2 separate regions of the Macaca mulatta genome follow, and region 2 is linked to region 1. Evidence: chromatin contacts called from public Hi-C data. All regions are on one chromosome and are shown on one strand. The core of a region is the stretch at or near the end of the contact, and the rest is flanking DNA. Distances in the headings are between cores, read along the strand shown.

Region 1 (7,548 bases), core at 1,542-4,041:
GGAGTGCATCTCCTGGATGTTGTGTGCATTTCATTAGGAAGGAATGATGGCACTGATATGGTGCACTGTGTATTGGATATGAGGTGGCCTCAATGTCTTTCTGAAATCCTAGCTTGACAGGTGACTCCCGTCTTTGGAAACTCATAAGCCGGTGATGAGGATGTGCATGAAAGCCATGATAGATATTCTGTGTCCTAAATCAAAGTCAAAAGATCAAAAGTCACTTGCACAACTATTGCTTTCCATGCAGAACCAGATACACACTGTAGAACACACTGACTACAATGCAGGCTATTATGCAACATCTGCATTAGTTCCATTGAGCTGTGAGTATGGTAATAGGTTTCAATCAGACATCAGTTAACATTTTGGTAATATTCACATAGTTTGTGTTAGCCAAGGTGCAGTTGGCTGTTTTCAAGTTTTCCTCTCTAAAGTCCTCATTACTGTTGTTTACCCCCTCCTGGATCTCCATGTAATCGGACTTACTAATGGTAGAGGCACTTCTACTTTTCTTTAGGTCAGGGGAGGATGGGATCTTTGGACAGCTTGTCACTTGCAAGTATTGGGCCTGCTCCTCTCCCTCTGTCTCCCGGTGGTAGAAGTAGTTGAAATTGGACACAATGACAGGGACCGGTAAGGCAATAGTTAACACACCTGCAATTGCACATAGGGAACCCACTATCTTTCCCCCAATGGTAGTCGGAACCATGTCTCCATAGCCTACAGTTGTCATGGAGACGACTGCCCACCAGAAGGCATCTGGGATGCTGGGGAACTGGGACTCTCGCTCATCGGCCTCTGCAAAATAGACAGCACTAGAGAAAAGGATGACCCCTATGAAGAGAAAGAATATCAGGAGGCCCAATTCTCTCATGCTGGCTTTGAGGGTCTGACCTAGAATCTGGAGACCTTTGGAGTGTCTGGACAACTTGAAAATCCTAAAGACTCTTACCAACCGGATGACACGGAGGATGGCCAGTGACATGGCCTGCTGGCCTTGCTGAGCGTCCTCTGGCTTCTCGGCCAACTCTGTCCCCAGGGTGATGAAGTAGGGGATGATGGCCACAATGTCAATGATGTTCATGATGTTGGTGAAGAAGCCGGCTTTGCTGGGACAGGCAAAGAACCTCACCAAGAATTCAAAGGAGAACCAGATGATGCAGAGTGTCTCTACAATGAAGAAAGGGTCTGTGAAGGAAGTGGACTGCTGGTACCCGATGGTGCTGTTGGAATAGGTGTGGAAGGTCACCCCACCACCATGCATGTCTTCATTCTCATCCCGGAAGATGGGCAATGTTTCCAGACAGAAGCTGACAATTGAGATCAGAATCACCATGACAGACACAATAGCTATAATCCTGGCAGGCCCTGAGCTCTCTGGGTATTCAAAGAGAAGCCACACTTGTCTCTGAAACTCATTTTCAGGCAGAGGACGCTCTTCCTCCTTGATGTAGCCTTCATCTTCCCGAAACATCTCCATCGCTTCTTCTCCCAGCTCATAAAACCGAATTTCTTCAGAGAATATATCTAAGGGCACATTCACAGGTCGCCTCAATCGGCCCCCCGACTGGTAGTAGTACAAAATGGCATCAAAGCTAGGGCGGTTCCGATCGAAAAAGTACTCATTTCGGAGGGGGTCAAAGTACCTCATTCGTTTCTTTGGGTCCCCTAAGAGGGTCTCTGGAAACTGGGCTAAGGTCTTTAGCTGGGTCTCAAACCGCAGCCCTGAGATGTTGATCACCACCCTCTCACAGCATTCGTGGTCTGCCTCTGGGTCATAGGTGTCCTGGGGGTGCCCAGGGAGGGCAGCAGCCTCGTCTGCTGGGTCTCCGGTGGCCACTGTCATAATTGGGACTGAGAAGCGCCTCACGCTATGCCTTTCAGCTGCCTGGTGGCAGGGAGCTCAGGGTGCTGCTACTGGCCCCAGGAAGCACAGGAGCATTGGCCTGGTCTCCTGCAGGAGAGCCCCGAGAGCTCTCTGAGAGCTGGAGAGACAGCCTCGCTTGGCTGAAAGACAGAGGCAGTTATTGACATGCGGCTACTCAGCATTGGCAGCCCGACATGGGTTGCCACTTTTTGTCTCCCATCTCTCAGCCAAGAGTTCAGAAACATGATCACCACCACCACAACGACAAAGCAAAATGTACTTTCACCTTGTAACTTGTCTGGGGATCAGGGGGAGCAGGTAGCAATCTCTCAAGGAACCTCTGGAATGCCCTGCACTGGGGGAAGGTGGCTGGTACAGGCCCACTTGTACCACACAGGCTTCGTGGAGCATAACCCCATGCTAATAGGTTAAAAGTGGACCCTCTCCCAGGTGCTGCACTAATGTCTCAGATACTCGTACCCAGGGAGGTATTCACGGTGGGGGATCTTGGGCCTGGGTCTTCCTCATTGGCCTCTACCCTAATGATTCTACACAAGGTTGTTATTAAATGATAGATTGATTTACCTGACCAGACAGGAACCTGAAGCTCTCTTCCTTGCAGAGCTGATCAGATGCTGCAGGAATCTTAGATGCACAAACAGGCAGCCCAACTCCCCATCACGTCTTCTCACTCCAGCTAGAAATAATGGTGAGTCATTCTGGGCAGGAGGGCAGATTCTGGGTCCTGGAGGTGAGCTCTAGGACTGGGCTGGGCTGGAGGGGCGATGTGATGCCTGGCCAGGGGCATGCGGGACTTGAAGACAGCCGAGCATGGGCCTGGAGCCTTTTGAAGGAAGGAGGCAAGATGCAAAGCTCAGCAAAAGCTGGAGTCCTGGCTGTCTTCAGGAGGTGTGACGTTGCCTGGAAAAAAACAGCAGCAAGGTGGAACCAGGGCATTTGGGCAGCTGCCAAGATTTAGGAGGGCCTAGGAGCTTCCCTCATGGGAAGTGACAGGCCCCCATGCCCACCCTCCATTCTGATGCCAGGCCTGAGGACTATCCCTCAGCCTTCCTGCCTCTTCTGGGCAGGCTTCCCATCAGCTTGAAGCACTTTCTCCCAGGGAGCAAGACTCAGGCTTAGCTGGGCCTGCCTTATCCAGGGGCCACCCTGTGTTGATCCAGGTCCCTAGTCCCCAGCTGCTCTCAGGAAGGACTCTGGAAGAAGCACTCCTACCCCCACATGTCAGGGCACAGCAGCTCCCAAGAGGAGGGCTTAGCTCACTGCAGCCTGTCTACAAGCTCTGACCTCAGCCAGTCCTGGAAAAGAAGCACCCCACCCCCCCAGCACACACAGACTGCTTCAGAGCGCATCTAGGGAGACCCCACACAACAAAGTCGGCACTGTACGAAAGCTGGATGAACTTACTCTCCCTCCGGGATCCCTGGGCCGCAGGCCTCCCTCTGAGCCGGGTGGCATTTGAGCTGGGCAGTCGCTGGACCACTGATTTCTCCCCCAAGAGAAAATCCCTCACATCTCCTCAGCAGGGAGCACAGAACAAACGCTCAGCCTGCCTAGCTGTGAGGCTGCTTGGCAGCAGCGAGAGGGGGAGCCTGGAGGAAGCCGGCTTCCGGACTGGCCCCCTGCCGACCCAATCCCGCAGGCCCCAGGGCGGGGAGGGGTCTGGGCCCTCTCCCCATCGCCCCGGGCTCCGGCCGGGATTCCGTCCGGCGCGCTCACCGCTCGCCTCGGCGCAGAGGACCAGACCCTCCCGCTGGCCGCGGCCGCTAGCGCCACCTTAACCCCCTCCTGCCCGCGCGGTCGGCTCCTGCTGCGGGCCCGAGCGCAGCTCAGCTCTTAAGCCCCCGGGGTCCAGCCGAGGGACCGCCGAGGCTCAGTCTCCACCCAAAAATCCCGGAACCTGATCTCTGGGGGTGGGGAGTAGCCGGCGCCAGGCTGCTGCCCCAGATCCCAGCTTCCTTTTAAGCGCGGGGGCTCGGCTGCAGTCCACGGCCCCAGCGAAGGGGAAAGCCCTCTCTGCAGCAAAGCTGTTTGTTATTCTGTGCCGTAGAGGCGAATGCAGCCCGGCCGTCCCAAGTGGTTCAGGTCCTCCAACCCGCGCTATTTACCAGACTTGGTTATGCTGCCAGCTGCACTTCCCACCACCCACCAGCTCCTCTCCGTGCCCTCCGCCCCGCGCCACGCAAACCCCAGAGGGTCCCGAGCCCATTCTGTGCACTCTTCTTGAGCAGGGTGCAAGTTCCCCTTGATCTCCCCGGTCCAGGACTTGCCGAGCGGACTGCAGTGGTCGGCAAGGGCTTGCCCGCCCGGAACTCAGCCCGAGCCTGCTGCGCTGCAGGCTGCGCCGCCGGATGCCCCGCAGCCCCTTTGGGCGCCGCCGCCGGGCAGGGAAGGCAGCACGCGCCACGCAACGCCCCGACACAGATTTACCCTTCCGGATGGGCACCGGGGCCTCCATGTTCCTGGGTTACGGCCAGCGCCGGCAGAACCCCAGCAGCGGGCGGCGGCGGGGTGCGGGCGGCCAGCCGGGAGCCGGCTCTGCAGTCCCGCGGGCGGCGCGTACGGAGCTCCCGGCCGCCGCCCGCAGCCGCACCGCGCCACGCAGCGCCGCACCTGGCTCCACGGCGAACTCCAATTAAAGGGGCCGGTGGGGGCCAGGGCTGGGGCGGCAAGCTGCCAGCCGCCGCCACCGAGCTCGTCACCTCGTTGGCCCCCGGGCCTCAGCCCCCGCCCGGCGAGGAAAACATTCTTTGGCAGAGCCCGGCTTACTAACCAGAACCTCCAGGAGAGCTCAGCTGGGTGCTGCTGGGCCGGGGAGACTGGGGAGGGCAGAAGTTGAGGGGCGCTGGTGAGAGAGGCTCCTGCCAACGTAATGAAGTAGGCAAGGAGGAGATAATCAATAGCAGCTATCCCAGGCCCACGGCGGGATCCAGCCCCGCGGGAGACGTGTTGCTATTACTGTGGTGCCGCCAGACAGGATCTGCAGACCCCTTTCTTGCCCTTTCTCCCGCCGTCGCGACCCCTTCTCCAGATCGGCTTCCCACCTCCCTGTTACCCAGCAAAGATTTGGCTTCACAGGGAAATGCAGCAGGTGCGGCCCGCAGTGTGGCAGAAACTCTTCTGCTGTGTTCGCCCCCACCGACAGGAGCCGCAGGAACAGGCAGCACTGCAGGGCTGGCCCTCACCACTCCCCGACTCCCTCCCCCAGGGCCCGGGCAGGGAAGGCTGGGGGACACGCTGCTGCCCTTGGGAAGAGTCAGCTACTCACAAAACGGGCCCTCCGGCAGAACTTGCAAAGCCAGCTGGCCCACGGGGCTCTGAACTTGAGAGTGCAGCTTACAGCACCCTAGGTGGGCAGACGAGGATGCCCTTTGCTTTTGGGAAATGTGTGTGGGCAGCCCAGCCTGCCTTCTGCCTAGATAGGGCATCTGAGAAGGTCCAGGGTGCTTTGGGGAGGCATAAGACAGCCTCAAGCCCCTGCTAGTTCTGTTCTCCAGGTCCCTGTCAGGGTCACCTAGACAGGTGTGCCAAACAGTGGTGGTTCCTTGAGATCAGACTGCGGTAGATATGGAGCTCTGGATTCAGAGGGGCTCTAGCACTGAGAAGTCCCCACTGGGCCCTCCCCCACCCTCCCGCCAGGAAACCCTCCTCTCTATGTGTGTGCCTCATGGGGAGAGCCCCGAAAGCCCATGAGGCCCGACTCCGGATTCTGGCATTTCGTAGTGGTAGTCTGTGAGGTGTGGTTGAAGACTGGGAGCCTGCCTAGAGCTGCAGGGGGTGGTCTGGGAGGGCAGTGGCCTCCAGGAGCCTGAAGGATGACAGATGACTATAGAGAAGGGCTGGTATGGTTTAGAGTCCCTTGAACCTGGCCTGTCAGTGTCCCAGTCAGTGAACGGCTCGGGTGTTTTGGAGGCAGCCAGATGGAAATGTAAATCCCTAACAGTTACTAGGTAAGTTATTTCACTTCTCTGGGCACCAGTGTCCTCCTCTGAAAAATCAGGATGTCCCTAAGGGTGTGGTGAGGTCTTAATTGTTGAATGAGTTTAGCATCCAGCAGACACTGAATACATGACGATTTCTCTGCTCTGCTTCCTTGTGAAACTCTCCTCATAGCTCTCAGCCTCCAGCTTACCTCTGGGGTGTTTCTCCAGGCTCCCAATCACCAGGTCCTTGTTGCCCTATTCCCTCTGCTTCCCAGATTGCCCCACCCTTTACTCTCCCTGAGATCTCACCATTCCCACCCCTCTACCAAATTGACCGCCAGTTCCCTTCCCTATATACTCTTTTTGAAAGCCTCCCCTGACCAGCACCAAGGGGCTCTGTTTCTCCGACTTGGCACACTGAGTTCTCCTGTCATTTAAAGTCAGGTAATCCTGTGTGGCCAAAGTCAGATGCTTTATCCATTTGATCATATGTATATATTTCCTTTGCCTTCCTTCTTGAAAACAGAAGCTGTGGACAGAGAAAAGCCCTTGAAGGAGAATCAGTTGTCATAATTGGTGACATGGGCTTACCATGTGTCAGACCCTGTGCTAAGCACTTCTAACCCAGGGCAACATTTAATCTTCACAGCCCTAGAAGTTAGTGTATACATTAGTACCATTTTATAGGAAAGGAAATGGAGGCAGTGAGAGGTGAAATCACCTGCCTGAGGTTAATAAGTGGTGACTCTAGGACTGGAATTAGTTCTTTGTGATTCCAGGACATGTACCCTTAGCTCCCACACCACACTGTGCAGGTAGAATGAGTAGCCCTTGAATTTCATTTCCCTCTTTGAGATCTTCCTCTGACCTCTGCTTCTATTTTGTGACTTGGCCTCAGGGGTATGTTGTCCTCTCTCTATCCTTTAAACTTAAGTGTGAACAACAACAAAAAAAGAAATTAACTAAAGAAGGAAAAAAAAAAAAGAACCATCATAACAGTTGTTCAGGCACATTTCAGGGCTTCTGCCCTGAAAAGTATCTGTCAGTACTTGGTTTGGCAGTGCTGTGTAGGAAAAGAACTCATGCCCTATTCCCAGCACTGACGCTTGCTAGCTGTATGAACTTGAGCAAGTTATTGACACTCTCTGAGACTCCTACTGTTCGTTTCCTAGTTGGTTGAATGGGAGAGCAAAGCTACTTTACAGGGTAATAAGGACAAAATTAGCATAAAGAATGGACAGCCAGCTAACTTAACTGAACCCCCTTTCCAGTTCTGTGGTGGGCTCCATTTCTGACTTTTGGCCACACAATAGCAGCCAGAGTGTCCCTTGATCCTTTCCCTGGGCAGGGTGAAAATCCCCAAAGACCACTCCCTTCCCTTTGGTTTGGTTTCCTGCTTGAGAGCCAGGCCTTGCCCTCAGCAGAGGGAAGGGCTGTGGTGGCTGTCACCGTGAGTGATTGGTGACTACGGTCATCTAAAAGAAGAGTTTATAACTGTGTGTGCATACACACCCACACCCACACAGAGGGACTGGAGGCAGAATCTCTTAGTTCTTCCCATTTGTGAATCTTCTCAGGTGTCACTCCCAGGGAACTAGCTCCCCTTCCTGGCATGACTGCCACTTCTGCTTGATGCTCCCCACCAGCCCACTCACCCATGTGCTGGCACAGTCCGCACTCACCCATAGGTAGGCAGGGCAGGAGGACACTGGACTGACAGCCCTCCAGAGATCATTT
Region 2 (7,548 bases), core at 2,156-4,655, 400 kb before region 1:
CAACTTCACTGGGATTATATTATCCCAGCAACCCAACCCTGCTTTCAGTCCTGAGGCAGAGCCCTTCTACTGATCTTCACAAGACCTGAATCACTGGGGCTAGATTCTTCCCAGAGCCTCCTCCGACCTACAACCCCTCCCCCCGCCGGAAGGCTCTCACTTTTGATTTGGAGCCTGCAAGTCTCTGCAGACTGCTTGGGGTGGGGGGAGGCAGGATGACATGAGCTGAGACGCAGACAGGAGGCTGCCAGCCTGCTCTTGCCTTCCCTTCTCTTGTTCCCCCCTGAACGGTGAGGCCCTATCACCCTCCAATGACTCTGATAAAGCAATTCAATTTTCCAGGCTGGGAGAGAGCAAGGCGTGCTGGGAAAGGATGCTGGCTCCTTGGCCTGGACCTGAAGGAGGAGGGTCAGTCCCTGGCAGGAGCTAGAATACCAAAAAGGGAAAGTGTGAGCACCACTGGATAGGACCTTGCCTTGGCCTACAGACCCTCACCACAAATGGGTTTCAAAGAAGGAAGATGGAGAGGAGATTGGATGGCTCCAGTAATTCTAAAGAGGCTGAGCCCATACAAAGCTCCCAGTGTGGAAAGGGGAAGGGTAAATGGCTTTGATTTCAGGCTCTCAGCTTCCTATGGACAGGGTCAGCCTCAGCATTCAGAGGGTGAGGACCTTATTATGGTGGGGGGGGGGGGTGGGCCTGGAAAGGGTGCAGGTGTTTGACAGCCTCCATCGGTGCCCCTTTAGAATCTCCCATGGCCCTCTCTTCCTATTCTTTCGCCACACCCTCACCCCTGATGAGGGAAATCCGCTGTGGCTGACACTGTCTGTGAACTGGCTCTCAGACAGGTGCTCTTCCCTGACAGCCTGAAGAAACCAGGACACTCAGGAGAGGACAGAAGAGAAAAGGTGAAACTGAGGGAAAGAAGCTTGGGGAACTAGGAATTTCCAATAGTGGTTGCTTTGTGGTCTTGCTTAAGCCTGTCAGGCATCAAGGTTCTTGGAGGAATGAAGAAGGGAGGGGGTAGGCAGAGTCCCAATGGCAAAGTTAGGCTAGAAGAGGTACCTGAGGTCCTGGAATCAACAGGAAGCCCAGAATCAGCTGCCACCCCATCTGCCCACATCACAGCCCCCAGAGATCAGGGCAAGGTCTGGAGCCAGGACATCCTAGCACCACCAGGGGGCAGCACCCTCACATCCATAGGTTGTATCACAGTAGCCTGGGCAGGGGGCTCTCCTATGCTTCTCCAGCTGGGCTCTGCGTTTTGAGGGAACACGAAGACCTCACACAAAGAACCGATGGGAACAAGTCCCATAGTGCTAACTGCAGCATAGCGACTCGCAAAGAGAGGCACAGGTAACAGGTGAGCCCAGAGCTCTAGAATGAATCTCCAGTAAGGGTGAGGCATTCTCTAGAGGCCTTGGGACTGAGCCTGAGCTCCCCTCTCCGGAGCTGGTCAGTGCACAGAGCCAGGAGACCTGGTCCCACGCACCTTTACCCAGCTGCCTCTCTCAGGCTGGGCCCTCTGTTTTTGTCAGCTCTTCCTAGGTTCCCATGCCCATGTCCCAGCTTTCTGATCTCCCTCCCTCCCCTCCTGGCCTCCTTTTTCCCTGGAAACTTTCTCCCTCTACCCATCTCCCCAGGTGCTCATCACCATCCACGAGCACTGCAGAGTGGAAGCACCAGTTGGGCAGATTTACTAGGGCGAGTGGCTGTTTTATTCACTGATGTATTTCCAGTGCCCGGAACTGCTTCTGGCATATCGTAGGTATTCTATAAGTATTCACTGAGTGAATAAGTCAATCGGGGTGGGATACTATGGATTTTTTCCCCTTACCCACTACACTCCCTTTCTTCCAATGACGGAGCTCAGTCATCCTGATTGACAGAAAGCAGGGGAGAGACCCCAAGGGACTTTGCCAGGACACAGACCAGATAGGACTTGAAAGGTATTCATTACATTAATATTCTGTGGTTCTTTCTTCCTCACTCCAGCTTCTGGCGTGTCCCGGGTCTTCTCTTCCCAGTTACTCTTGGGATATTTCTTTTCACTGCAGCAAATTCAAAGCCAGCTAAACTCTGAAATACAAACATCAGTTTCGAGGAGCAGGGACTGGGCACAAAGGGGGTGCCAGAAAATGTGTGTTTCTGATTAACACACCACCCCTGTGTATCAGTACAGATCATCAAAGATCATTGCCATTTTGGTTTTCTGGCCTCATTAATAACGAGACTTGCTTGTAAAACTCCCTTGCATTGGCACTGGGCTTTTAACCTTTCCTGAGACACACACAGGCCCTTGTCTTGTTATTCCCAGTTGAGCTAGGTACTGCCTGATCTGGAAATGGGAAGGTGCACAGCTGTCCAGGGTAGGTGTGTCATTTACCTTTCATTTCTGCCTCAAGATCTCCTTACATCATCCAGACAGGCATGGAAGCTGCCTGAAGCTGTAAAAAAATAAAAAAATAAAAAAACCATTGGGGATTAATATGAAGATGTAAAATAGGTTCTGGTAATTTTACAAATGTAAAATTCATTTGTTTAACAAAAACAAATGAATCTGGAAATTGCTCTTGGGATAGGGCCAGTAAAGTCCTGTTGGTGCCTATGTTTTGGGTATGGCAGCTTCTCAATCACTTAGCAAACAGGTTCTCAGAGGCAGGAACTGTGGGAGCTATCAAGATGGAAAAAGCACAATGCCGCCTGCAGGAGCTCAGGGTTAGGGAGGGGAGAGGAGGCATATACACAGGCAAAGTCAAATTTTAATGGGTGGAATAAGAGTAGAAGCAGGAGGGGGTCATGAGGCAGGACACAGGCACTTCCTATGTGGACCCCAGAGCAATGACGAGCAAAGGCTTTAACTAATGACTTTTCAGGGCTACCCACCCACCCACCCCACATCCATAACACGTTTCGCGATGAACAGAGCCAGAGCTACGGTTTCCTTCCAACTGGCACAAGAGGCGTTTCTCTGCCCAAGGCCACCCGTCCCCCATTCCATCGCGGGGGCTTTGGTGGCTGGGACAGAGGCGAAGAGCATCAAGACCATGGGCGTCTTGGGCTCCGCTGGGCCTCCGAGGCGCAGGATGCGGGGCGGGGTGCTCAGAAGGCCCCAACACGGTGCCTGGGAAAGGAGAGGACAGCCTGATCCTCGCGACAGAGTCTCTACCCTCTTTCTTCCTTGGCCTTCCATCAGCCGCAGTGAAACGGCAACAGTTCGACCAGCTTGGCGGGGAGGGGGCGACGGAGCCGGGCGGAGGTTAGAGGTCAGGGGTCGAGAGCGCTTCGGTGTCTGCGGGCTGCAGTGGGAGGAGCTGCGGGCCCGGGGGAGGCGGGGAGCAAGGCCGAGGGGGGCGGGAGGGGCTGCCGGCGGAGGCGCGCAGGGGCGGCGCGCTGGGCTGGGCACTGGCGGCGAGGAGGTGACGCGTTTGGTTTGGGCTCGGCTCCGGGGAGGAAGACTGCGCTCGGTCGCCGGGGCCTGCAGGTAGCCGGATCGGCCCCGCGCCGCGCCCCGCCCCGCCCACCCCGCCCGCGAAGGGCGCGCCTGGGCGAGGCGGGGCCCCGGAGAAAAGGCGCCACTGGAGCGTGGCGGCCGCTGCCAGCGCCGGAGGGAGACCAAGAGCCCCTAGGGCCCCAGCCCACCAGCGCCGAGACGCCCCCTCCCCTATGCCACCTCGCGCCCGCCCCCTGCCGCGCGCGAGCCAAGGCCGGCGCCCCGCCCGGAGATGGGCAGACGCGTAGATGGCGTGGCTCCCAGCGCCGCCAGATCGCAGGAACCCGGCGCCGGGGCGTTGCGCTGAGGCTCCCTCTCCGCGCGGCGCGGGAAGCCTGCAGGTGTCCTTGGCAGCTCGGCCGCCGCCCCGGGTACTCCTTCGTCAGTGCCCAGAGCCCCGCTCCCCAGAGCGGCCCCGCCCCCCAGGCGCCGCGCAGCGCAGGACGCCCCGTCTGAGGCCCCCCCGCCCCAGCTCGGCCCCCGCAGCGCTGCGCCGGGTCCGGCTCAGCTCCCAGCCGCGGACGCAGGACCCGAGGCTCGCTCCTGCGGGCGCGCTTGTTTTCCAGCTGCCGCCTCGCCCTGCGCAGCCCCTGCGCAGCCCCCGCCCGCCTGGCCGCCGCGCTCTGCTCTGCCCCGCCTGCCTTCCTCGCCCGGCGCTGGATTTATGAATGGGGGGAAGAGGCTACATGCCGCCGCCGCCGCCTCGTGTTGACCGCAAGCAGCCCGGGCCCACGGAGCTCCGGCTGCCGTGAGAGTGTCAGCACGGCCCCGGCAGCCACTCGGAGGACTTGTTGCTGCTGCGCTGCCGCCGCTGCGGGGAAGCCGGCTGCTCCGGGGCTTGGTGCGGTCTGGGAGCCGGAGGGTGGCCCGTGTGAGTGTGAGCGCAAGCGCCCCGGACCTTCGCGGTGCGCCTGAACTGTGCGCTTCCTTGTCTTTGGTCGGGGTGACGGCGGGGGCGTGTCCCCGGCCCAGAGCGTCTGTCTGTCCCGTCCTAGCGGGGGACCGCGTGTGTGCTTGCTTCTACTTCCCCGCGTCCTCCCTCTCTCCGCCTCCCTCTCTCCGGAGCTTCCTGCCCTAACCCCAACCACCTGTGCACCAGAGAAATCCAACTCCTCCCGCTCCGCGTCCTAGGGGGGATAGGCAGGGGCAGGGCCACGCCGCAGAGGGGGCCGCCGCCGTCTCCTGCCTCTTCTTCGTCTCCTCCCCCTCCCCCGTCTGACGCTGCCTCCTCGGGAAGGGTGTTTGGAGGGCAGCGGCCGCCCCAAGCCGGAGCCCCGCAGCGCTTCTTATGATCAGCTCGGTGTGTGTCTCCTCCTACCGCGGGCGCAAGTCGGGGAACAAGCCTCCGTCCAAAACATGTCTGAAGGAGGAGATGGCCAAGGGCGAGGCGTCGGAGAAGATCATCATCAACGTGGGCGGCACGCGACATGAGACCTACCGCAGCACCCTGCGCACCCTACCGGGAACCCGCCTCGCCTGGCTGGCCGACCCCGACGGCGGGGGCCGGCCCGAGACCGATGGCGGCGGTGCGGGCGGCAGCGGCGGCGGGGGCTGCGAGTTCTTCTTCGACAGGCACCCGGGCGTCTTCGCCTACGTGCTCAACTACTACCGCACCGGCAAGCTGCACTGCCCCGCCGACGTGTGCGGGCCGCTCTTCGAAGAGGAGCTCACCTTCTGGGGCATCGACGAGACCGACGTGGAACCCTGCTGCTGGATGACCTACCGGCAGCACCGCGACGCCGAGGAGGCGCTCGACATCTTCGAGAGTCCGGACGGAGGCGGCAGCGGCGCGGGGCCCAGCGACGAGGCCGGCGACGATGAACGGGAGCTGGCCCTGCAGCGATTGGGCCCCCACGAGGGAGGCGCGGGCCACGGCGCCGGGTCTGGGGGCTGCCGCGGCTGGCAGCCCCGCATGTGGGCGCTCTTCGAGGATCCCTACTCCTCCCGGGCGGCTAGGGTGAGTGGCAGGAGCCCATGTCTCCCCATCTTGGGTCTGCAAGGGGCCGTGGTGGGTGGCGTGTAGGGGCTGGGAGGAGCAGGGACCGAGCCTGACTTACCTTACCACCGCAGATTGTTCCCGCCTTCCTCTCAACCCCCCTCCGAGGCCTGCAGGGGAATTACACACTCCCACCCTCTCCCCTGCACGCTCCATCAGGAGATTGCACACACTTGACTTACTACTTGGACCCAGTCCCAGCTGCCTGCTTTGCCGCATCCCCTCCAGTGAGTGGGGTGCCCAGCTCAGCTCCTCCACCACCTTCTTTGGTCTGCACAGGCCGCCTTATCTTCAGCTGCCCTCCACTCCGCACAGGACTACGGTCCTGGAGAGCTGAAATTTGGCCTTTTGCTGGGGGCAGGCAAGGTTGAGAGGAAGGAAACTAGGGTGGGTTTTGTTAGATGCTTCCATGCGATGCCACCTCATTTACATCCTCCCAGCAGCTCAGTGTGCCCACAACTATGCACTTGGAGAGAGGAGGATATAGGCTTCAGCATCTTCAGCTCAGAAGAGGCAAAGCTGAGACCACAATCCAGCCTCCTTTCCAGGTTTAGGAGAGGCCTTCTTTCTCCCAGGGAGAATGCCGTGCCCCCCAGACTTCCTGCACACCTGGGATGTCCTGGCCTCAGCTGGGGTGAGAAGAAAATTAAACAGAAAGGGCCTAATGTTCTAGGCCCTGGAGGCTCCCACGGCCAGTGGCCAGCCACAGGCTTGCTGGTGATTATACCAGATTTTTGTTGCCGCTTTTCTTTCTGCTGCAGCACAAACTCTTTCCAGAAAGCCCTGGTTCAGATTACTGCTTGAAATGGGTGTATGAAGGAAGGGGGAAGCACAGGTTGATTTAGGCAAGACCTACCACCTCCTCCCCAAGTAAATCCAGTTTCCCTAACCCCTTTAGGTGGAAGGGGAAAATGGGGGAGATGCTTGCCCCATTATGCTTGGACAGCTAAAAAAAAAAAAAAAAAAAAAAATTCCCTGAAGGATGGCTTTAGATTCTTTAAAGAAAGAAAACTCTGGGGGCTGGTGTTGGATCTCATGATCAGCAGCCTAAAGCCTGGTTGGGGGTCTGTCTGGGAGACAGGAAAGAGCAATGTAACTTGTTGGGTCTGGGGACTGCTGCTTGCTGAGGAACCTGGTTGGTTCTTCTGGCATCCCAAATTGTCATGTTAATGAGTCTCAGAGCGCCCTCCCTTTCCCAGCACTCCTGTGCTGGACTCCGTCCTAGACATAGAAGAAGGCAGGGTAGAGAATTGGGGAACAGGCCTGCAGGGAAAAGCCAGGCTGGCATAAATGCCAGGCCAGGGCAGATACATCTTCTGCCTGGAGGAGAACGGAGGAGCAGAGGTCTCAGGGGCCGTGGCATACTGGGCTGGGGCTGCAGGCAGCCATGAGAAGGCAGGGATCTTTCGCAGGACTGAGAACAAAGCTAGAGGCAACTGCCTGGGGTTCTTTCCTTGTAGCCCTGAGACCGGCTCAGAAGGTGAGGGCACAGTGATGTCCCTGGTCTGGGTCTGCTGTGAGTTCTGCGGGCTTCTTATGTAGATCACTAACCTTGCTAGTGTTAGCACTTGGCTGTCTGCATTAGGGGAGAGAGACAGGCACACATCATTCAGACTCTTTCAAAGTTGGGGGTGGGGGAGGAGAGAGAGAGATAGAGATGGGGAAAGGGGACAAACCAGGGAAGCAGGCCTGGGATGAGGTGGTTAGGGGAGCTAGGCCCTATTTCTGAGCATTCTGGGATTTCTGGGGGCTTTTCACCTACTCTTGTTCCTCTCTGGAATTCTAAGTGGCACCCCACATATCACTGAGTTTATTTTCTTCCTAACACTGCTGAATGGCCAAGCCGGGGGGCCTCTTTGAGTAAGCTCAGAGCCTGGCCTGCCCCTTGAAGTCTTCCAGGAACCCAAGGTGTGCTTCACCCCTTTGACATGGAATCACATCAGCCCAGGCATTCCAGTTGCGGTCTTGAAGTTTATGATGGGGTAAGGTTAATTCTTTCATTTAAACATTGAGAAAACCAGGATTCAGAGACAAGTTTCTTGCCAAAGACATTTAACTA

What was found. Hi-C and Micro-C count contacts between places; a contact is called where the count stands out from the background.
Region 2: a contact with region 1 is called in a Hi-C map of fetal cortex germinal zone, with 4 times the contacts expected there. The contact joins the promoter of KCNC4 here to the promoter of KCNA2 in region 1. A contact is called at or near these places in 2 of 14 Hi-C or Micro-C datasets (fetal cortex germinal zone and fetal cortical plate).

Annotation. Positions count from the first base shown.
Region 1 is chr1:129,582,026-129,589,573 of T2T-MMU8v2.0, reverse strand. It overlaps KCNA2 (potassium voltage-gated channel subfamily A member 2), which reads right to left and starts at 2,791. Exons shown (of 2, transcript NM_001265976.1): 1 at 2,456-2,791; 2 at 222-2,010. The coding sequence starts at 1,849. The coding sequence ends at 350.
Region 2 is chr1:129,981,300-129,988,847 of T2T-MMU8v2.0, reverse strand. KCNC4 (potassium voltage-gated channel subfamily C member 4) reads left to right here and starts at 3,405. Exons shown (of 4, transcript XM_015147986.3): 1 at 3,405-5,450. The coding sequence starts at 4,782. It overlaps LOC144332184 (a long non-coding RNA gene), which reads right to left and starts at 5,678. Exons shown (of 3, transcript XR_013400000.1): 1 at 5,551-5,678; 2 at 2,387-2,447.